3 separate regions of the Pan troglodytes genome follow, and regions 2 and 3 are each linked to region 1. A link is a contact called in public Hi-C data. All regions are on one chromosome and are shown on one strand. Each heading gives the region's core, a stretch centred on a gene start, on an enhancer-like site or on the middle of the called end of the contact. The rest is flanking DNA. Distances are from core to core; before and after follow the strand shown. Region 1 overlaps PCCA (propionyl-CoA carboxylase subunit alpha). Region 2 holds the start of ZIC2 (Zic family member 2). Region 3 holds the start of PCCA (propionyl-CoA carboxylase subunit alpha).

The links. Hi-C and Micro-C count contacts between places; a contact is called where the count stands out from the background.
Region 2: a contact with region 1 is called in a Hi-C map of stem cell-derived neural progenitor cells, with 6 times the contacts expected there. The contact joins the promoter of ZIC2 here to the enhancer-like site in region 1. A contact is called at or near these places in 3 of 7 Hi-C or Micro-C datasets (induced pluripotent stem cells and stem cell-derived neural progenitor cells) and 1 of 1 datasets of contacts at active chromatin or transcription factors (stem cell-derived excitatory neurons).
Region 3: a Hi-C map of stem cell-derived neural progenitor cells shows a contact between it and region 1, with 4 times the contacts expected there. The contact joins the promoter of PCCA here to the enhancer-like site in region 1. A contact is called at or near these places in 2 of 7 Hi-C or Micro-C datasets (induced pluripotent stem cells and stem cell-derived neural progenitor cells) and 1 of 1 datasets of contacts at active chromatin or transcription factors (stem cell-derived excitatory neurons).

What each region holds. Positions count from the first base shown.
Region 1 is chr14:105,839,793-105,844,355 of NHGRI_mPanTro3-v2.0_pri, forward strand. It overlaps PCCA (propionyl-CoA carboxylase subunit alpha), which reads left to right. Exons shown (of 24, transcript XM_001149000.7): 8 at 3,569-3,605. Among named protein-coding and RNA genes, the nearest start is that of PCCA, 150 kb to the left of the region's middle. Within about 2 kb of position 1,944, at least 4 of the 24 cell types and tissues checked have an H3K27ac peak or open chromatin away from gene starts, as enhancers often do. A contact at or near this core is called in stem cell-derived neural progenitor cells, where this site is marked.
Region 2 is chr14:105,586,889-105,591,451 of NHGRI_mPanTro3-v2.0_pri, forward strand. ZIC2 (Zic family member 2) reads left to right here and starts at 2,027. Exons shown (of 3, transcript XM_003314197.7): 1 at 2,027-3,439. The coding sequence starts at 2,362.
Region 3 is chr14:105,693,487-105,698,049 of NHGRI_mPanTro3-v2.0_pri, forward strand. PCCA (propionyl-CoA carboxylase subunit alpha) reads left to right here and starts at 2,693. Exons shown (of 24, transcript XM_001149000.7): 1 at 2,693-3,123. The coding sequence starts at 3,019. LOC107967971 (a long non-coding RNA gene) reads right to left here and starts at 2,878. Exons shown (of 2, transcript XR_001708840.3): 1 at 2,532-2,878; 2 at 1-626.

The sequences.
Region 1 (4,563 bases), core at 694-3,193:
TGCTTCCTCATCTAGGATTTTTATATGTGTGGTTCCCTCTGTCTAATGTTCTTTCTCCCTGATCTTTCCATGGTAGCTAGCTGTTTATGTTTATGTGTGTGTGTGTGTGTGTGTGTGTGTGTGTGTGTGTGTGTGTGTGGTTTTAGAGACGGAGTCTCACTTTATTTCCCAGGCAGGAGTGCAGTGGCGCCATCATGGCTCACTACAGCTCTGACCTCCTGGGCTCATGCAATCCTCCTGCCTCAGCCTCCCAAGTAGCTGGGACTACAGGTCCCACCACCACACCCAGTAATTTTTGTATTTTTTTGTAGGGATAGAGATCTTGCCATGTTGCCCAGGCTAGTCTCAAACTCCTACCCTCAAGTGATCCTCCCATCTTGGCCTCCCAAAGTGCTGGGATTACAGGTGTGAGCCACTGTGCTTGGCCTGGCTAGATGTCTTTATCCTTAGGTTAAATATTTTACTCCAGAAGGGCCCTTTCTGAGCAGCCTGTCTGAAAGAAGTTCTCCCTAGTATTCTTGCCTGAGTACTCTGTTTCTATGTAACATTTATTTTAGTTATCAATTGATTTGTTTATTTTCTGTTTCTCTCATTAGTTTGTAATAAGCTCCATGAAGGCAGAAGATGTATTTCATGTAGTGTTGCTGGGCAGATAGTTATTGAATTAATGTATAAGTGGTTGAATAAGAACATATAGATCAACTGCATTCTTTTTAAAGGCTAATATTTCATTTTATGGATGTACCAGTCCTTTGTTGAAGGCTTACTAAATTGTTTTTCAGAATTTTTTTCTTATTAAAACACCACCAACGAATTCAAAATAATGAATTTCTTTGTATGTCTCTCTGTGTTCACTCATGTGGGTATATCTGTAGGATGACTTCCCAGGAGTAAAATTTCAGAACAAAAGATAACGTGTCCTCAAACTTTCGGTAGAGACTGACAATTTCTTTTTAAAAAGATTATCCCATTTTCTATGACACCAGTAATATGAGAAGTATTTAACTTTGTCATCCTGGCCATTATCAGATTTTAATTTGCTAGAGGAAAAGTGAGATCTCATTGTTTTAATTTGTATTTCTGTAATTAGGAGCAAGGCTGAGCACAGATATTGTGCTTCTGGAACTGTTTTTCTGTGAGCTTTTAATTTAATCTTTTGTGATGATTGTTGGTCCTTTTTTTAGTTGATTCAGAGTTTGATTAAAATTTTTTAAACTTATGATGTTATAGGCAACCTTTACAGTGTGATGTCACTTAGTGCCATTGAATTTGGAGCTATATAGGGCTTTTTATCTCTTCGAAAGTAATTTTGTAGAGCCTGATAATAAAACTTCATGTTCTCAAAGACCATATTGGAGCTGAGTGTATAATATTTAGTAGTTTATTATTGAAACAGTAATAGAGCTTTTAATGTCCAGTGCATAATAGGTCCTCAGTAAAGTATTTTTGGATGAATGAGTGACAAGTGAAAAGTTAATTTTTAAGGCAGCTTGATTTTATTTGAAAGTTCATTTAGAAGAATCTAATTTTCATAGTAAGAAGACTTAGCATGCTGTTGAGTTGAAAGATAAGCTTGCTTTGTGGCATGCTATAGAAGTGTTGGATTTGTGGCAGTGGAATTTTTAATTTGCTGTGTCAGATATAGATATGGCTTTATATATCCATACACACCCAGCTATAACATGTATATTCAAATAAGTGACAAAATATGTCTAATGAATTTTTGAATTACCTTTTAAAACTTGCCTGTTAGTTCTCTCAAGTGATGAACTTTTTACAATAGCAGTTTATTTTCTCTCATCACGTTGGAAAGAAATGTTAAAAGTTTTCTTCTAGGTTTATTATAATCCAGTCTTCATCAGCCATCACTCTTCCTGTATTTTGTTCAAGAGGCACTAATTGTTCGCATTTGGCAGGTTTAACACTTCCTGACAGAGAGGCTATTAAGGGGAAGTATTCTCCAATAACTGTCACTGGCTGGAACAAAGAACCTTCCAACTCAATGTGTGGAAACCACTAACATTCTTAAATGACCCTTTTCATGGATTTTCATCCCTTTAAGCTAAAATTTGGAGAATGTAGGGTCAGCGAAAACAGCAAGGTGTAATAAAGCAGTAAACCTTGATTTTCGAAGGCATAGGGTGGGAGATATAGATTTATCTCTGACTTGAAAACAATTGTTATTTGGAAAATCTCATTAGCAGATGTGACTGCTTGGAGTAAAAAAAAAAACAACTTAAAACTGATGTCGCTTTCAGGACCCCTTTGAACTTAACAAGCACCTATTTGTGGAGCAGACTGGCTAATGAAAGGAAATTAAATTTTTCTGACAACTTCCCCTGCCAACCTCCTTATTCAGGGGATGTTATTAGGTACTGAAGAACTTTAAGGAAGATTTTTATTAGACATAAGTGAACCAGTTATAAACATCCCCCCCGCCCCCTTCTCGGAGGATTCTGACATGGTTGCTCTACATTTTAAATGTATTAGCTTAAAAGCTTAAAAAACACTGGGCTTCACTTCAGCATTTTAGTCATTTTCTAAAAATTCAGTCACACTTACCAGCTGTGGTTTCAAAACAATATTGTCAGTCTTTGTGGTAGTTTAGTTTGTGTCACTGAATTACACAAACACACACGCACACACACACCACACCCACACCCACACACACGAAGGAGGCTTAGATTTCAACATTATCTTTATTGTTATTTGGGGAAATGATTCAGCAGTGTCCTGTGTTGGATGTGTTAGGTGAGGGTTAATGATCAGTGAAATTACTTAGATTCAAGGGAAGTTTTTGTCTTTTCATCTTCTTAGAGGTAGAAGTGGCATTGGTTAATATTTAGCAATAACTAATCCTTAAATGGATAAACTTTTACCCCTTACTGTTTAGGAAGGTATTTTCTTTCTTTTGCTTTTTGGAGTTTTTTCCTCCAGTAGTTGGTTCATTGAAATTAAAGTTTTAATTTATGTAACAAGATACAATTGTAGAGATAAAATATGTACCTGAAAAAAAAAAGAAAGAAACAATAGAAAAGAAAAGGTAATGCAGATTACCAAAAGGATTTTTTGGAACAATTCGTAATTCCTGTAGGTACTGGAAATTAACTTTTATATTTCTGCAAAATTGATCAACTACTCCCAAACAATAGAGAATCAACTCCCCCTGCTGACAGAATCTAGGAAAACATGACACATAATATTGGACAGAAACAAGCTGGCTGCGGACAAGCTTTAATGACCTGATTTATGATTCAGTATTGATTGTAAACATCTAAATTCTGCCATTAAATTCCGGCAACTGCACCAAATCATTGGCAATTCTGGTAGTGCTTCCTGCCAGCTCATTTCAACTGCTTTGAGTTTCTTAATATAATAATGATGAGGTAGAATTTACATTCCACTTATGGTATTAATTTTACATTTCTCTGAATGAAAAGGGTTAGAAGGTAGTAAAATTGAACATTAAATGAATCGGAGGAGACAGTAGTGCAATATATGACTGCCCTAAAGACATTGTGCAATGCCTCATGGGATTAATGTTGAGTCTCATTTCCTGCTTTTACAGGATGCAGAAGAAGCTGTCAGAATTGCAAGGGAAATTGGTAAGTCCTTAAATTAACTTTGGTAGGATTTCTGTGTCTTTCAGCAGATACGGTTGAGTCAACAGGTAATAAGTAATTCCCATAGAGCAAATAATACTTTAATAGTTTTAGATTTTGATTACTTGTTGCTCTGGAAGAATGTATCAGTTGAATTGCCAAATTCTATTATTAAAGGAGACTTTAAAGAGTAATTTGACCTTAACTATACATAGCTCTTTTGTAAGATGAGATCACAGGCTAATTCAAAGAAGGAATTGTCTTAAGAATTCTAAAGATTGGATATAAGTTTAATGTCAATTTATATGTACATAGTTGAATGTGGTTTGTTAAAATTAAGAACATTTGGATTAAAATGAAGATACCATATGTGACATAGTTCTTTAAGTTTTTGCCTTTTGCTAAGATGTTAGGTATCAACTTAATCTTGTTAGATGGGAAAGATAAAATAGATGTGGGAAATTAGAACTGAATGATTTAAATTGGAATAAAAGGTAGACTGGAGGAGTTTTTAATGGCTGTTTTACATGTACTTGTATTTGGGCAGTGTTTCCCAACTTTTTAATTTCTTTTCTTTTTCTTTTTTTTTTTTTTTTAAGATGGAGTTTTGCTGTCATTGCCCAGGCTGGAGTGCAATGGCACGATCTCCGCTCACTGCAACCTCTGCCTTCCAGGTTCAAGTGATTCTCCTGCCTCAGCCTCCCTAGTAGCTGGGATTACAGGTGCCTGCCATCACGCCCAGCTAATTTTTTGTATTTTTAGTAGAGATGGAGTTTCACTATGTTGGCCAGGCTGGTCTCGAACTCCTGACCTCAGGTGATCCACCCGCCTCAGCCTCCCAAAGTGCTGGGATTACAGGCGTGAGCCACCACCCCCGGCTCGCAACTTTTTAATTTTAAAAATATTCTTGGCGGTCATGAGAACTATTTTTGGTATCTGCTAATTGAGAAAATGTGTAAGG
Region 2 (4,563 bases), core at 777-3,276, 250 kb before region 1:
TCTAGAAGGTTTAAGCCCTGCCGTGTCTGACGGCTTCTTCTCCCGAGACCCTGAGCCTGACCCGCAGCCAAACTCCGGCCTGAGTCTCGCTTGGTCTCGGGCGTTCCCACACTTCTCAGCCCAAGGATGCGCGGCCCGGCTTCTGGGCATTTACCCTGAGGGTGACACTGTCTTTAAACGACTTCCGAACAACCCCCTTCCACGCAGGGGCCGCTGCCCAGTGTTTACTGCTGTAAACGGAGCAGGACGCAAGCGGCGGGGGGGGGAGCTCAGCGCGCCGAGGGGCGGACGGGGACGCCGCGGGGGGCGGGGAAGGCGGTGTCTGGGTGGGCGTCCGGAGGGTGGGAAGAAGGGGCATGCCTGGCTTTCTCTGTGCCCACGGTCCTGCACCTGTGGTTTCAATGCCACAGAGCAAGTTTACAAAGGCGGGGTGAAAGTAGGGAGCGTGCCAAGCGGGCAGCAGACCAGCCCCCCGCCGCTCCTTGTGGCGCGCTCCCGGCGAGGCCCCGGGCCTGAAATGTCCCCGCGCGCAGAGCCTCCTGCCAGGCGACCCAGCTGTTAGCCACGTCTCGAGCGGCCTGGAGTGCTCGGGCCAGGCGTCCCCGGGGTTTTCGGTGTCCGCTGGGAGCTGCTCAGATCCCGGGGAAGTCGGTGGCCTACGCAGAAAGACTAGAGCGCTGGGCTGCCTCCCATTCCTGACCCGGCTGAGGGCGCCTTGACCCCGCGGCCCGGGCCCGCGTCCGAGCCACGCTGGACGCCCGGCTCCCGGGAGCGCCGCGGTCGGCCAGGACTAGAAGCCGCGGCGCCGAGGTCTCGGGAGAAGCGCGGCAGGATGGCAGGCCGGGCCCACGGGCACGTTCGGCGGCTGCCTGAGCCGGCAGCAGCTCAGGGAGCGCGAGGACTGAGGGGCGGGCCCGGCAGCGGGGCGGGGGCGCGGGACTGACTAGGCCGCGGCGGCCAATCGCGGCGCCGGGAGGGCGGGAGCCGCCGTTAAAGGGGCGGTTTGACCGGGGGGCCCGGCCTCGAGCTGGAGGGAGGGAGGGAGGCCGGGGCGGGAGACTAGGGGGTGCGGGGGGAGGGGAGAGGAAAAGGAGGAGACAAAAAATAAAAAATAAAAGGCTGCCGCTGCAGCGTTGGCGGCGCCCATCGAAATCAACGGAGGCGGTGGCGAACGCAGCCCACCGCAGCCGAGACCTGGGAGCCCGCCTGGGCCTCACACTCCCTCGGGTCGCGGACTGCGCTGGGTCCACGCGGCGCGGTCACTAGTTCCGGGCCCAGCGCCCAGGCCCGACCGGCGGGAGGGAGGAGGCGAGCGAGAGATCACTTTTTTATTGTTGTTATTGTTTTTCAGCCCAGCCTCCCCCTCCTCCCCTCCCCCTGCTCGCTTTCTCCCCTCCCACATCCCCCTCCCCCCTACTCCCCCGCCTCCTCCTCCGGCACAACTTAAAGAAAGGGGGAGCGGCGCGGCTGCTGCCTTCATCTGAGGAAATTCGTGGCCACTGCAAGTTTACTACGCGAGGCGCAGCCAATGCCAAGCGCCGAGGCCGAGGAGGGCTAAACACTGCGGCCGCGGCTCCGAACAATACCCGCCGCGCGCGGGGCGGCGCGAGTAGGGCCGCGGGGGAGGGAGCTGTCGCCGCAGAGCGCCGCGGAGAGGACGCCTGGACTCCGCCTGCCGCCCCGGCGCCCCCGCCGCGGTCAGGTGGAGCCGCTGGTGCGCTGGCCCCGGGTGCCGAGCGCGGAGCTCGCCTCGGTCCTCTCCTCGCCCGTCTGCCTGGCGTGCGCACGGCCGCCGCGCTCGGGCACCGTGGCCCTGCCGCGGTTGTGACTGCATTCTACCGGCGCTGCTCGGCGCGGCCGGGCTCCGGGTCCGCTGGGCGTGCGAGTGAGTGTGTGCGTGCGCGCGCGGGTGCGCGCAGGGGTGGGGGCTGCGGCGCGGCGCTCGCCCCCCGGTAGCCCCCCTCTCCTCTCGGCTCCCCACACCTCCCTCCGGCTCCCTCCTCCCGCCCGCCCTCCCCTGCCCTGCCCGCCCGCCCCCGCCGCAGCTCCTTTAATACACTTTGGTTCTCTGCCTGGCTTTGGACTCTTCTCCTCCTCCACCTCCTCCTCCTCCTCCCGCGCCGCCGCCTCCTCCTCCTCTTCCTCTCCGCGCCTTCGCTACGCGCCCGGCCGCCCGAGGCAGATCCAGGCGGCGGCGGAGGCGGCGGGCGCAGGAGAGCGGCTCCCAGGGCTGAAGCGGCCGCCACCACCGCCGCCTGCGCCTGGAGCCCGGTGGCCGCCGGACGCACCGCGCGGATCGGGAGCGGGAGTCGAGGCGGCGCGGAGGCGCAGGGCTCGCAGGGGCGGGCGGGCGCGCTGGCCATGCTCCTGGACGCGGGTCCGCAGTTCCCGGCCATCGGGGTGGGCAGCTTCGCGCGCCACCATCACCACTCCGCCGCGGCGGCGGCGGCGGCTGCCGCCGAGATGCAGGACCGTGAACTGAGCCTGGCGGCGGCGCAGAACGGCTTCGTTGACTCCGCCGCCGCGCACATGGGAGCCTTCAAGCTCAACCCGGGCGCGCACGAGCTGTCCCCGGGCCAGAGCTCGGCGTTCACGTCGCAGGGCCCCGGCGCCTACCCCGGCTCCGCTGCGGCTGCCGCTGCGGCCGCAGCGCTCGGGCCCCACGCCGCGCACGTTGGCTCCTACTCTGGGCCGCCCTTCAACTCCACCCGGGACTTCCTGTTCCGCAGCCGCGGCTTCGGGGACTCGGCGCCGGGCGGCGGGCAGCACGGGCTGTTCGGGCCGGGCGCGGGCGGCCTGCACCACGCGCACTCGGACGCGCAGGGCCACCTCCTCTTCCCGGGCCTGCCAGAGCAGCACGGGCCGCACGGCTCGCAGAATGTGCTCAACGGGCAGATGCGCCTCGGGCTGCCCGGCGAGGTGTTCGGGCGCTCGGAGCAATACCGCCAGGTGGCCAGCCCGCGGACCGACCCCTACTCGGCGGCGCAACTCCACAACCAGTACGGCCCCATGAATATGAACATGGGTATGAACATGGCAGCAGCCGCGGCCCACCACCACCACCACCACCACCACCACCACCCCGGTGCCTTTTTCCGCTATATGCGGCAGCAGTGCATCAAGCAGGAGCTAATCTGCAAGTGGATCGACCCCGAGCAGCTGAGCAATCCCAAGAAGAGCTGCAACAAAACTTTCAGCACCATGCACGAGCTGGTGACACACGTCTCCGTGGAGCACGTCGGCGGCCCGGAGCAGAGCAACCACGTCTGCTTCTGGGAGGAGTGTCCGCGCGAGGGCAAGCCCTTCAAGGCCAAATACAAACTGGTCAACCACATCCGCGTGCACACAGGCGAGAAACCCTTCCCCTGCCCCTTCCCGGGCTGTGGCAAAGTCTTCGCGCGCTCCGAGAACCTCAAGATCCACAAAAGGACCCACACAGGTAACCGCGGGCTGGGACAGGGACCAGGCGCGGAGGGGAGACACGCACAGGCTGAGACTCAGGCTGTGGGTGCCGACGCTGGGCGCAGACCGCCAGCCGGGGACCTGGGATGGGAGGTGTTTTTGCGTGTACGAGAGAGCCAGCAGCTTGTTTATGTTGGACGATGACAATATTATTGGGCTAGGTTTTTACATGTGCGGAAATCGAGTTTTAAATGATTAGCCTCACATCAAATGTATGCTTGGGTCATGCAATTGCTTCGTTTGCTCAGCCCCGGTTAATAATTTCCGTTTTAAGTAGAAAGCACAAAATAAAACTGCTCGCTAATTCGGTGCCCGGGAAGCGAGCCTAGAGAGGATTTTGCCAGCTTGTCTGAATGTGCTTTTCTGCTCGGAGTGTATGTCTGTTTGAGTGGTTTGTGTGTTTTCCCACTTCTTTTACTCGGGGTCCAAACGCCCTTCCCGGGACTGTTTCCCATTAAATGAGTCTGGTGTGAGCCGAAGCTGTAATGCGTTTCTCATTTTTAAAGTGTTTTTAAAGCCCGTCTCGGGGTGGGTCGCGGGGGCTTTACTGTGGTTTCGCAGCAGTTTGTGAAATTCTCTAATGGGCACCACAGAGTTTGCGATTCCCAACTTGGACCCAGGTCAGCTAGAGCCCCAGGTCAGCTAGAGCCCCAGGCAGCGCGGCCCCGCGGGGGGATCGCGTGAGAAGAGAGAGCCGCAAAAGAACGCGCCTCCCGCCTCATAGATTATTCATCTATGACCAGGTCTCAGCCAAAATCGTGCCAGACGATTTCCTAAAAGAAAGCCAAATGTTTTAGCAACTTCCCCCGTCAATATTTACTCCGAAGTGGGGATGCGCCAGCGGCCTATTGTTCTCTTCCGGGAAGGGAGGGAGCCGAGGTGCGAGACAAGCTTTTAACAAGGTTTAAAATTTGAGAAATTTATTTGCATGAAATGCTCGCTTTCGAGTCCTGTGTCTGAGCGGATGTCTTTAAGAAACAATTTAGGTGCTAATGGAATTTAACGTTAAACGGTCCCCTTTCCAAGTGGAACGACGTTTGAGTTCTCGCACCTCTAAATGACTCCAAGCATTTGGAATTCTGGCAACAGGATGCAGAGACC
Region 3 (4,563 bases), core at 1,443-3,942, 150 kb before region 1:
TTTGCTACTGGAGACCCAGGCTGCTTCTGTGTAGTGCCTAGAAAAGTCTCAGCAGCTGAGAGGTGAAAAGGTTTGGAGGATTGCATGGAAGGTTTTATAAGCCAAGCCCAGGGGCTGTTGAATTTCATGTCCTCTCATATTTTATTGGCCAGAAATCAGGTATATTACCACATCGAACTGGAAAGGAGGCCAGGATATGCTGCCCAATAGGATGCTCCGAGCAGTGCACTCAGAAGAATGAACAGGTTTGGAGACAGTCCAACTCTGCTGTGTCCTCAACTTCCTTGGGGGTATTTTCCTTACGATCTATAACTTTTTTTTTTTTTTTTTTTTTTGAGATGGAGTCTTGGTCTGTCGCCCAGGCTGGAGTGCAATGGTGCAGTCTCAGCTCACTGAAACCTCTGCCTCCCGGGTTCAAGTGATTCTCCTGCCTCAGCCTACCGAGTAGCTGGGATTACAGGGGCCTGCCACCATGCCTGGCTAATGTTTGTATTTTTAGTAGAGATGGGGCTTCACCATGTTGGCCATGCTGGTCTCGAAGTGCTGACCTCGTGATCCGTCCGCCTCGGCCTCCCAAAGTGCTGGGATTACAGGCGTCAGCCACTGCTCCCGGCCACAATCTACAACTTTAAATGGAAAAGGCAAAGATAAATATTAGTCCTCTATCAGTAAGGACACACATGTAGCTGCTGTAATAAAGGCAAAACAAAAAAACACAATGCAATAACTTAAACAAGATACAGTATTTTTCTTGCTTGCATAAAAATCTGAACAAAGCGTTCCAGGGTTGACGTGGCGGCTCCACAGAATCAGGCACTAAAGGCTCCTGGTATATTGTTTTGTCTCCCCGATCACCTAACTTCCTTCTTATCATCTGAGATGACAACTTTACCTCCACTGTAGTGTCCACATTCTGGCAAACTGGAAAGAGGAGAAGGGCAAGTGGAAAGCAAGCCTTTCCCTTTAAAGGTATAACCCAAAAGTTGTCTATGTCACTTGTGCTTATGTCCCATTGGCCAAAACTTAGTAACCAAATCTTGGTAAGCACCCTTGCTGCAGTGGGAGTTGGGAAATGTAGATCTTTATTTAGGTAAGAAAGAAGAGGGCATGGAGGGCACAGTCCTTACATTCCAGACCTTAGTCATGGCGCTACACCTCGTTGTAAGGGAGGCTAGCTATTGCAGCCTTTCGCTGGGTGGCCATGTACCCAGCTAGATCTCAGGGGCACTCTTACTAAAGTAATGCATGGAGAATGGATAGCGTAAGAAGCAGTTTCTGCTACAAGTGACTTTCATAAAAAGAACTCCTATAAGAAAAACAAATAGGGCCTAAGGAAAACTAATCCAAAGGGTAAAACATGGGGAAAAGACAAAAAACAAAAGAAAAAAGAAAAGCAAGTTTCCCAGGTAGAAAATGAATGAAGACTGAGGTACATAAGTGAGAAGTCCTGTAAAATTGATAATCCTTTTCATTTTGTCACAAAAGTCCCTACTTACATTCTAAAATTCCATTAAATGTCACCTTTCTGATATCCCCATTTTATTTCTCTCTCTTTGGGCATTTACCATGCTGTAGTGTACTCTAGGCCATTCCTAGCTTTGTAACTCTCTCAAGGTGACTCTGCAGGAGATGCAAAGTAGTTAAGAGGAGAACCCCCAATACTGATGTGTTTATAGATGAGGTGGTCTGATGTCTTAGATTTGCTTTAAAATATTCCTGCACAAAATAAAAAGGGGAATAGATGAAACAAGATGGACAAAATGTTGATTCGTTGACGCGGTGTAATGGGTATCTGGGTGATCATAGTGCAATTTTATCTCTTTTGTATATATTTTAAAATTTCCATAATATAGCAAAACATGAGCCCAGTCCCTCAAGGCAGCCAGATTTGGGTTCAAACCCTAGTTTGACCTTTTACTCGCTGATTGACTTTACCCTGCTACAGTTTCAGTTTCTCCAAATGGAAATAATATATACTCCATTAAGGTTCTTGTAAACTCTCAAGTAAGAGGGAATCTGAGGCTCTAGCACACGGCCCGGCCCTTAATAGTTGCACTAATTTTTATTTTATTTTTCGAAACGGAGTTTGCTCTGTCACCCAGGCTGGAGTGTAGTGGCATGATCCGGCTCACTGCAACCTCCACCTCCAGGGTTCAAGCAATTCTCCTGCCTCAGCCTCCTCCCGAGTAACTGGGATTACAGGAGTGCGCCACCACGCCCAGCTAATTTTTGTATTTTTTAGTAGAGACGGGGTTTCGGCATGTTGTCCAGGCTGGTCTCCAACTCCTGACCTCAGGTTATCCTCCCGCCTCGGCCTCCCAGAGTGCTGGGATTACAGGCGTGAGCCACTGCGCCTGGCCAGTAGTTGTACTAACAAGGGTTTCTGCTTGCGAGCAACAAAGACTGACTCTAGTTGTGGCTAATTTCTTTCACACACACATATTAAGTGGCAGAGGTAGGACTTGAGCTCGGATCTCTGATTTCCAGTCCTAGAACTTTTTATGTGTTATTATAGTCGTTAAAAACCTTACCTGGATTTGTGCTTTGCAATTTACGCTTTCGAACATGTAGGAATGTAGTTTGGGCATTTGTCTGGAACTTCGGATTCTCGGGACTCCAGGGTGGCCAAGGCGCGGAAGTGACTCAATGACATTAACCGGCCTGGATGCACGTGGGTTGCTGAGCCTATGCTGGGAAGGTACGGGTTTGCCCGGTGCAGGCCGCCGGAACTCACGCGCGCCCCTGTCTCTCTCACTCCTGGGGTCGGCTCTGGCCGGTGGCCTCCAGCTCCGCTAGCGGCCGGACGCGCAGCCCGCCGACTAGCCCTCCAGGTCCTAGCGCGACTCCCGGATCCCGGATCCGGCGGATCTGGCCGACCACTCACCCTCCCCTTTACGCAAGTTAGGGGGCGGGGCATCGGGTTTCTGGCTCGTGATTTGCCGGAGCTCCTGCGCTCCCCTTCTCCACCCCCTCCGGCTGTGTGAGAGGTCAGCAGAGGGGCGGTCTGCGGAGACAACAATGGCGGGGTTCTGGGTCGGGACAGCACCGCTGGTCGCTGCCGGACGGCGTGGGCGGTGGCCGCCGCAGCAGCTGATGCTGAGCGCGGCGCTGCGGACCCTGAAGGTGAGGAGCAACGGGGCCTCGCGGGTCCGGGCTTCACTGGGCTTCTAGCCGTGCCGCCTCTGGGCGGCTGGCGCCGGGAGAGCGCTGGCTGGGTCCGGCTGCCCCCGCGCCCCGGTTCCGCCTCAGCTACACCGCTTGCTCTCCTCCCTCCCGGAGTTCGCGTGGCAGCGGGCTCAGGAGGCATCCCTCGTTGCAGCTGATCCTCGCGGGGATCCTGCGGAGCAGAGAGGCCTAGGGCAGAGGCAGTTGGGTGCCCGCACGCCCTCCGAGGCGGCTGATGGCTTTGGGCAGGCATATTGCCCGAGGTCTGCTTCCAGGGCCCCGCGGCATTGGCTTTGTCTTAAGCTTTCCAGGGTGTCTTTTTAGGTGTCCTTATAGTTTCCGTGTTCTGTTGCCTCTTTCCAGCATTTTTGAAGGGACACTGTGAACTGTTGCTTAAGTAGTGTTAGGGTTGTGAGTTTGTCTTATCTTTTAAAGTATTATACCATGTCAGGACTGCCAATAGATTTTACGTTTCATTTGAAAGCCTGTTTTAATTGTATGACACCCCAGTCTACTGTGTACCAAATGCATCCCGTGAACTTACTTTCCTTTTCGGTATAGTGGTGAGCCTGATTTTGGCACTGTTCTAAACACATTTCATGACTGTTCTGTATACCTAGGCTGTCATGATGGCAGATTGACAAACAGGTTGGAGTGCTTGTGTGTGCTTCTGAGCTCTGTCTCCAGTCAATGTCGAGTCTGTCGTTAATTCTGGGGCACAGACCACCTAACCTACTTTATAAGGTTTGTTGAGGCACTTGAACACATTCTTTAAAATGAAGGTCCCCTGAAAACCATCTGTCAGCTGGTTCAGTGTGCTTGTTAAACTTCCTTTTAAAAAATAATTATTAAAACATTGCCACATAACTTGATTTATAGTCATTGAATTTTAGACGTTGAAGACACTTTAGAGACGACCTGCCCCATCCTACTCTTTAAAGAGGAGGGAACCGAGCCCCAGGTGGGCAGTATGAGAGCTGGAGCTTATCGACATGGAAGTGAGTGGCACCTATGTTTGTTTTGTGTCCAATTCGGCGTGCGGACTTTCACTGTTTTCTGTGTTCCCGTACAGTTTAGTGTTCTTTAATCTTTATCATTCTGTTCAGCTGTGTTGGCCACTTCAATTGCAACTGTAAGACTTATGCATTTACATAGGAGGCAACTTAGTATGGTGGAAAGTGTGGGCTTTGGGGTCAGGCGCATGAGGCTTTGTATATTGGACAAGTCTCTTCCTTGGGCGTCAGCTTCGTCCTTGTAGCTATTTTTTTCAACAAATATTTACTGAATATCTCCTGTCTTCCACTTCTGGGGAATGAATATGGTTTCTGCTTTCTTAGAAATTTTAGTCTAGTAGGGAGACTGTAACAAGTGTAAAATGGTATTAGGGGAGATGCCCGG